3 separate regions of the Mus musculus genome follow, and all the other regions are linked to region 1. A link is a contact called in public HiChIP or PLAC-seq and Micro-C data. All regions are on one chromosome and are shown on one strand. The core of a region is the stretch at or near the end of the contact, and the rest is flanking DNA. Distances in the headings are between cores, read along the strand shown.

Region 1 (2,700 bases), core at 127-2,626:
CCAAACCCTCACAAACTGACAGGGGTAGAGGTCCTTAACTCCCAAAATGAAATTTTAAATTAAATTTCTTTCTTTCTTTTCTTTCTCTTTTAATACTTTTTCTTTTTTTTTTTTTTTTCCCTCAAACTTTGGGTGGAATTTGGCCAGAGTTTCAGATAAAGGATTCCCAGTAGGGCACAAGATTTGCCCTTCCTCGTAGACATGTTGAGGGTGAGAACTGCCTCAGGAAGCAGGAATGGTGACCAGGACCTTATTAGGTCGTCCAGGTTTGTTTGTTTATTTCCCAGTAGGCAATTTTAGAGTTGCCCAGAACTCTACTCCCTACACTGATTGTATACATTTAGCCGGGCAGTGATGGCATAAGCCTTTAATCCCAGCACTGGGGAGGCAGAGGCAGGCAGATCCTGAGTTTGAGGCCTGCCTGGTCTACAGAGCGAATTCTAGGAAAGCCAGGGCTAAAAAAAATCCTATACATTTAGGGACTGACCCTAGTACCTACCTATTTCTTTTCTTTCTCTCTCTTACTTTCTTTTCGAGACAGGGTTTCTCTGTGTAGCCCTGGCTGTCCTGGAACTCACTTTGTAGACCAGGCTGGCCTCGAACTCAGAAATCCGCCTGCCTCTGCCTCCCGAGTGCTGGGATTAAAGGCGTGCACCACCACCCCGGCTCCTTTTTTTTTTTTTTTTTCTTTTTTCTTTTTTTTTTAATTTACCTATTTCAAGAAATTTATTTGTGGCAATTGTACAGGTCTTTCTATAAGGAGTTTAAAGTCATCCTTAGCTACAAGGTGAAATCGGGGCTTGGAAAACTAAAGACAACCTCCCTAAATCAATCCCTTCAAATGTCCTAGCGTCCTCCAGTTCTCTCAGAGCCGTCAGGAGGCTCGGAACCAGCAGGAGGCGCTCTGAGCTAATAAAGAGAATAATGGAAGCGCGGAGGTTCTGAGCTCAGAACCCCAGGCAGTCACAATGAGACCTACATTCAAGTCGGGCGCTAGGCTGACAGGCCACGTCCTTTTTAAGCGGCCCGGCGACCACGTGACCTCCGGCGCGCTCGGCGATTGGCTCCGCTCGTCTCACTCCAGGCTTTGGCGCCGAGCAGGCCCCGCCCCTCACGGGCGCGACCATAGTCCGTGCGTCCGGAGGTAGTTCCTGCCGGCCTCTGGAGCGGGGCTCCTCCGAGTCGGACTCCCAAGTGATTCTCAGCAAAACAAGAGGATAAGAAAATCCTTTTCTCAGATCAGGTCCGTCTAAGAGGGCCGCGGGAGAGGGGCCTTTCCTACGCGACAGAGTGGAACCGGCCCAGACTCCCCCTGCGATCCGCATCGCTTCCATCGTGGTTCCGCCCGACGCGCGGGCCCCGCCTCCGCGGCCGCCGCCATTTTGTTTGGCCACAGGGGGAGCGAGCGGGAGCGAGCGGAGCGCTGTGAGGAGGGGGCTGTCTTGCTCGTCTTCCGAGCCTGCGGCCGCGCTGCTGCGGTGCTGAGGCGACGCCTTCCCCCTGCCGAGGGGCGCGGAGCCATGTACATCAAGCAGGTAAGGGCCGTGAGAGGCGGCGGGGTGTCCCGGAGCGCGCCGCGGGTGGGTTAGGGCCGGCCTGGGCTTGGGGGGGCGGGGAGGAGCGGGGCCCTGACGAGCCGAGCGCCGGGCTGCAGTCGGCGCTTTCCCCCGGGGCGCGGTGCGTGGAGCCGAGCGGAGCCGAGCGGGACCGGGCGCGGCGGGCTGCAGGCGGAGGCCCGGCTTCCTCGGGCGCCGCGGGCTGCTGCGAGCTGCTGGGAGGCCGCGTCGTTCTGCAGGCAGGCATGGCGGTGCATGGACCGCCTTCGCGAGGCCCCGGGCTGGGCTGCAGGCTCTCTCCGCCTTGCCTCAGGCTTTGCCCCAGCAGGGCGGACCCTCGCAGCAGGTCGCGTCGCGCCTGCTCACTCGGTTGTTTACTTCTGTCAAAATGCTCTTCCCGCGCGCGAGCGCCGAGCCCCCGGGACACGCGCTGGGCGACGTTTTTCTATTGGACGGGTCAGGCTCGGAGCGTTGCGATCCTATCTATCCCCTTTTCACTTAATTTTTATTATCTTATTTCTTTTTCTCAATGGACTCATTGGGGCTGGCCAGTGGTTTGACTGAAGGATGCCCTCTCACTGGGCTCGCAGGCTGGCAAGCTGCGACCAGCTCGCTCGCCCGCCCGCTCGCCTGCCTGCTGTCTGGACCTTTACTGTCGTGCAGAGCTCGGGGTCGAAGCCGCTGGGTTTGGAGAGCTTCTCCCAGAGCAGCCCTGCACCAGCAAGGGTTGCAGGCCATGTCGGAAGGGGTTTAGCGAATCTTTAACTTGCTTGCTCCCGATCGCAATGGTCTCCGCCGAGTGGACCGTTTCTGTCTTGCCTTGCGTGAGAAGCAAGAGACGGAGAAGGAAAGAATGTTGCCCTAGAAGTGCTTTCTGTGTTCTCAAGGGTTGTCTCTTCTTTAATAGGTGATCATCCAGGGCTTCCGAAGTTACCGAGACCAAACAATTGTAGATCCCTTCAGCTCCAAACATAATGTCATCGGTAAGTAAGTGTTCTTGGTTTACCATGTTAGACTTAGAATTGCTACCGATAGACGTGACAGGCCAGGGGAGACGGGAGTTGTCTTTGAATGTTAATATTCCTCCATGGGATTACCTGTTTCGTGTCTGCACCGATGAATTGCTTATTTTATAAAAATAAAA
Region 2 (2,700 bases), core at 181-2,680, 540 kb before region 1:
AAACGTGTGTGTGTGTGTGTGTGTGTGTGTGTGTGTGTGTGTGTGTGTAGTTTTTGAGGCAGGATTTTGCTGTGTAACAACCCTGGCTGTCCTAGAACTCACTAGACCAGGCTCTGACCACGACCTCACGGAGATCCGTCTGCCTCTGTCTCCTTAGTGCTAGGATTAAAAGCAAGCACCACCATGCCCGGCCAAACACATATTCTTTTTAAAAAAAGTTTGATGAACTCAACTGCACAAAAATATCTTAGAAGGAAGCAGAAATAGCAACAGCAAACTTGCTGTAAACAGCGTAAGAAATTACATCATAACGTCGGCAGGTTCATTTTGGCAGGATCTGTGACACTCCCTTGTAAGCTGTATTCCTTGCATCCTTGTAACCACCCCTCTAAGACAATGCTAATTGAAACTAATATTTGAAGACATTCGGGCACTTGCCTACAGGCATTTCACTGTAGGAAGTAAGAGTCAAGTTCAAGAAGCAGTTGAACTCAGGAGGATCTGGCTTCTAAGAGTTTGTCAATAACCAAGGACACAGAAGGTTAGGGGTCTGAACTGAGGAGTAAGATTGGGGTCCAGCTTTCTTTCTCCACAGTGTTTTCAGATAGAGCAGGTAACTACAGTTATGGTGCCCAGTACTCTTAAACCAATGGCAGGCACAGCAGCAGTCCTGCACTCTGATTGGTCCTGGTCTCTGGAGGCGGCCCAACAGCTAAGCCAATCGAACTGCTGATCACAGCTCCTCCCACCTAAGGACCCTTCCCTTCCTCCTTAATCCAAGGTCAAGATGGATCGAAAATAGCGTGTCTTCCCTAGACTGTCCCGTGAAACTTTCCCCAAAGTGACTGTTCATTTTGCCCTGTCCAGCGTGGCGACCACTGAGTCGCGGATGACTGCAGGGATAAACATGACTAAAAGCTTCTGCCTGTGGCTAGCAGCTACCACACGGGACAGCACTACGTTGACGTTGTTTTGATTAGATTTCTTCCAGAGCTGAGTACAGCGGTTGATTGGTTTTTCTGTTTGACTTCTGTGAATCTTGTCTTTGGATGTGATCCATTAAGCATAAGAAAAGAATTAAAAACAAGGAAAGTCTACTTGTGTGGCCCAACGGATCAGTGCTGAGCCCAGAAGAGACTCATCACAACGAATTCCTATTAACAACAGTTTCTGGTTCAAAATAACAGAAGGAGAAAACACAGCCTAGGGCACTTGGAACCCTAAGTAGCAGATGTTCCGGCTTCAAGGTCCAGGTAGAATGTGGATTCCAGGAAGAAGCTAATAGCTTTATTGTGGAACAAGCCCTCACTTAGGACCCAGCTGAGGGCAGACATTAGTTCTGGCCAAGTATTCAGAGCCCTCTGTCATTCCCTATAATCCTCCTGCGGCTCAGTGCTGCCACAGCGTTCCACAGTACAGGTCCAAACCGGAATCTGGAGAGGCTCATATTCCAAAAGTCAGAGGGAGCGGCAATGCCTGGGGCACTAACTATGGGAATAGAGTATGGCTTGCCTGAAGGCCTTGAACTCTGATTCCCCGTAGGAAGGCCCACTGCACAGTGGCTGAGACTTTTTCTGAAGAGATAACAGACTAGCAGAAGGTGACAGAGCAGAAGCTGAGCTGGGGACACCTCTGACGTGGGCCCTATCACCAAACCTTGTCCCTTAGGGCCTGTACGGAAGTTGCTGTGAGACAGCAGTCGGGGTAGGGCAGTGCCAACTGGGGCACTATCAGCAACAGACAAAAGAGGCTGTAGGGGCCCCTGTGGCAAGAGGACACAGCAGTACAGGGCTAAGAAGACTATTAAAGAAAGGTTTCCTCTCAAGTCCCAGGTTTAATGGTGACTTTTAGACAGATGACAGTAATGTTACAAGACAAAGACAGGAATGAACTAGAGGTTGAGGGGCCCGGGTATCATGCCTCAGAGGTCTGTCTACACATTAAGCAGTCCAGGAAGTACTTGTGTACGGTATGGAGAGGCTCTGGCTCCTTTCCTTAGGGTAAGGTGAGAGATGAAGATAAAGAGAGATAGCCTCTATCACACAGGATGTCCCATCTGCGCCCAGAGGATGTCTCTAGGCTGGATCCGCTCGAACAGCAAAAGCAGGAACTTATCTGGCTCCTGAGCGCGTTACAGAAGACCCCCTGACATGGGATCAGTCCTTCCTGATCTGGGAAGAGGAAGAGAAAGAGTCTGGGGTTCTTATGCTGCATCTAACATGTCCCCACATCTGCGTCCCCCACCACATATACACACCTAGCCAAAGACAGGAGGTGAAATGTTCTGATAAAAAACGGGAGTGGGGGCAGTTGCCATCTCTCTGTAAGCCCCTTCAGGAGACAGGCCGGACTGAGCCTCCTTTCTTCTGCTTTCTTTCTCCTTCACCTCCAGGCTCCGCCTCTGCACATGGCTCCCCAGTGATTCCCCACTCACATCTCTCCTTCATCAATTGCTCGACAGACGCTATCGACCCTTAGATGCTGAATGGCGCGGAACCAACTAAGGGTCCATCTCTGTGATGTTCCTCTTTCAGGGACTTTTCTCATGAAGCTTTTCTGGCTGGTTTTGTGTGTCAACTTGACACAAAGCTGAAGTTATCACAGAGAAAGGAGCCTCCCTTGAGGAAATGCCTCCATGAGATCCAGCTGTTAGGCATTTTCTCCATTAGTGATCAAGAGGGGAGGGCTTAGGCCATTGTG
Region 3 (2,700 bases), core at 172-2,671, 600 kb before region 1:
GGGATCTTATCTCCCACTCCAGACTCCACAGACAAATGGGTGGACTCGAGACCTCTGGGAAAACTGTCTCCCCTGCTCAGACTCCTGTGCAGAGGCAAATGCAAGGCCAGGCCTGTGCTGCTCCATCTGCATGCCTTACGCGTAGTGGATGATGGCGCCGTTGGGTCCCGTGCTGGAAATCGTTGGGAAGCTCAGATCCACAAAGTCAGCCTGCTGCCTGGAACACAGACAAGAGCAGAGTCTCTGGAAGGTCTGCACTGAGCTGGGAACTAAGGCCCTCCCCGCACACTCAGCTGGCCAAGGAGTCAGCACAAGGTCCCTGGGCCTCCTCATCAGACACTTACCTTCGAAATTCCTCGGCCTTGTCAGCCGCAGAGATCTCCGTAACGCCACCTTTGGGAACCTGCAAGAAAAAAAAAGTGCTTAGCAATCATCGGAGTCACTCGTGTTCCAGACCCGTGAAAGAGGTTCCTTAGACAGCCGACTTGTGCTCAGTTCTCACACCCGGAGGGCCCACTCTTCAGGATACATTGTGTCTCCTCTCTAACAGGGAGGGAACTCTGGCAGGCTCCCAGCACAGCTGTGTAAAGTGGAAGGGTTTCTAGCCACTTAATGTTTCACGGGACTCTTCTGTCACAGCACCATATAATACCCAAACCTGGCAAAATGTACTGCATCTAAGTTTAGAATTGAAAAGCATCCCCTACTAAAGGCAAGTAGGGCCGGAGGAATGAAACAGGCAAAGATAGCACAGGGCTGTAACAAAGGGAGAAGAAAGAAGATCAACCAGCCACAGAAGAATAGCTAAGTAAGACGATCTGGCCGCTGGACGCAGCGCAGTCACCGCCCGGATCTTTTCTTCAGACTGCGAAGCCCATGGCCAGTGCTCACACTACATGTTCACACAAGGGTAAAATACACAAGCCACAAAAACCTAGCTGTAACCACAAGGAAAACAAAATGACTTGCAAAGACCAAACGGCTGAAGCGTGGAGAAACTGTGGCCACACTAGAAGACATGAGGAGAGCCCACTCTTGCCAGGACCAGCAGCTCCTCGTCATTTAAAGGGAGAATGAGGCTATTTAATAGCAGCACAAAGAAACCAACCTCTTGTCCGCTCCAGGTATGGGTGGGAAATTAATGGCCAAGAGTCGATTTAATGTAAAAAGTTTTATGGTTTAAAGTTCAAACAACTCACACCAAGCGAGCGTCCTCCCAACACACCCAGCTGACCTGTGACTTGGGAGGGCCACCTTCCCTAGCCCCTTCTTTATGACTCTCTAACACGGATGCACAGACTTATAGAACACAGTGCCACAGAAAACACTAAGATCGGATGAACGCGTTAGGCCACAGGAGCCCAGGAAGGCCACGGCTGTGCCATAGAGTGCTTTTACAGCCACGTGTTCAACGAAGATAAGAACCAACCTCTTGCTCCAGCCAGTTGAAGAGTTCGCAGAGGGCAACGGCATCTTTAATCTGCGAAAACCACAGAGTTGGGTAATGAGATTCAGGTCCCAGTCCCATGGTGGTCTCACACACACACACACACACACACACACACACACACACACACACATATACACACACACCCCACACTCTCCACAGCAGCCCTCCAGCTTCCATGCTGTGGTGGAGTTCCTGGAAGCCTTCTGTAGCACTTCCCATTACTGGGCCAGAAGGCTGCCCAGCTCTTCATCAGCTGAGGCTCAGTCAGGAGGAGTTCCACTGAGCACACAGACAGCTCCTCTAACCAGTGAACTCCCACCCTGCACGGGCCAGGAATGACAGACTATGGTCAGTCTCTGTCACCCTCAGATCTTGCTAGCCTCACCTTCTGCCTGATTCTTCTTCTTTCTCATTACACCACAGCCCCACCACCCTGTACACTGCATGGGGGCGGGGAGCACGTAGGGTGCGTGCGTGTGTGCGTGCGTGCGTGCACGCATGTAACGTTTATAGGTGTTTTGCTTGCACGGGTGGCCATGCACTGTGTGCCCAGCGCCCACAGAGGTGAGACAATAGCATCAGATCTCCTGGGACTAGAATTACAGAAAGTTATGAGTTGGCATATGTGCTGGGATTGAACCTGTGACCACCAAAAGAGCAGCCAGTGCTCTTAACCATCTCTTCAGCCTGCTTTCTTTGTATTTTGTGTTGTATTTCACAAAATTTTAATACATTCAATTTTATTGTTTTTCGTTTTTGAAATAGGTCCCACTATATAAGCTGATACTCAAATTCACAATCCTCCTGCCTTAGATTCACAAGTAGCTAGGATTTCATGCCTACATGCCCAACACAATCATTTCATGCTCCCACTGACTCTGGAAAACCTGAGGACGTAGGCCCAGGGCCAGAGAGGGGGAGAGCACGGGGTCCTTCTGACCACCCCCACCCTGTCTCCCACCCCAGCCACTCGACTCACGTGAGCCCGCCTCATGCCGTCCGACTCAGCGGAGTTCTTCACGGCTTTGGCAATGCAGATGGGTGTGTAAGGCATACAGCAGCGGTGATCCTAGGGCAAGACACAGAAGATGAGCAACAGGCTGCTCGGCGGCCGGCAGATGAATCACACAGTCTGAGACAACCCATTTGAAGGGCCTCTGCTCGGAACCTGTGCCCTGCAGTCCTGTCACGGCAGCTGATGCTCGGACGTGTTCAGCACAGCGTGAGTTCACCCACAGTAAGTTAAACCC

The links. A called contact is a pair of places that touch in the nucleus more often than the background predicts. HiChIP or PLAC-seq counts read pairs in DNA pulled down with a chosen protein or histone mark.
Region 2: a contact with region 1 is called in an H3K27ac HiChIP or PLAC-seq map of embryonic stem cells, with 2.2 times the contacts expected there. The contact joins the enhancer-like site here to the promoter of Smc3 in region 1. A contact is called at or near these places in 5 of 39 promoter capture datasets (hippocampal neurons, liver, pre-B cells and 1 more), 2 of 484 Hi-C or Micro-C datasets (B cells and embryonic stem cells), 5 of 115 datasets of contacts at active chromatin or transcription factors (embryonic stem cells and large pre-B cells) and 2 of 9 other capture datasets (adipose tissue and liver).
Region 3: a contact with region 1 is called in a Micro-C map of the G1E-ER4 cell line. The contact joins the enhancer-like site here to the promoter of Smc3 in region 1. A contact is called at or near these places in 2 of 484 Hi-C or Micro-C datasets (both in the G1E-ER4 cell line), 3 of 115 datasets of contacts at active chromatin or transcription factors (bone marrow-derived macrophages, craniofacial prominence and embryonic stem cells) and 1 of 9 other capture datasets (liver).

What each region holds. Positions count from the first base shown.
Region 1 is chr19:53,599,020-53,601,719 of GRCm38.p6, forward strand. It overlaps Smc3 (structural maintenance of chromosomes 3), which reads left to right and starts at 1,377. Exons shown (of 29, transcript NM_007790.3): 1 at 1,377-1,535; 2 at 2,464-2,539. The coding sequence starts at 1,521.
Region 2 is chr19:53,057,476-53,060,175 of GRCm38.p6, forward strand. All of the region lies in intron 2 of Gm30234 (a long non-coding RNA gene), which reads right to left. Among named protein-coding and RNA genes, the nearest start is that of 1700054A03Rik, 17 kb to the right of the region's middle. Within about 2 kb of position 1,431, at least 54 of the 459 cell types and tissues checked have an H3K27ac peak or open chromatin away from gene starts, as enhancers often do. A contact at or near this core is called in embryonic stem cells, where this site is marked.
Region 3 is chr19:53,002,335-53,005,034 of GRCm38.p6, forward strand. It overlaps Xpnpep1 (X-prolyl aminopeptidase (aminopeptidase P) 1, soluble), which reads right to left. Exons shown (of 20, transcript NM_001374834.1): 10 at 2,430-2,519; 11 at 1,430-1,480; 12 at 345-403; 13 at 140-217. Among named protein-coding and RNA genes, the nearest start is that of Mir6407, 7.1 kb to the right of the region's middle. Within about 2 kb of position 1,422, at least 24 of the 459 cell types and tissues checked have an H3K27ac peak or open chromatin away from gene starts, as enhancers often do. A contact at or near this core is called in the G1E-ER4 cell line, where this site is marked.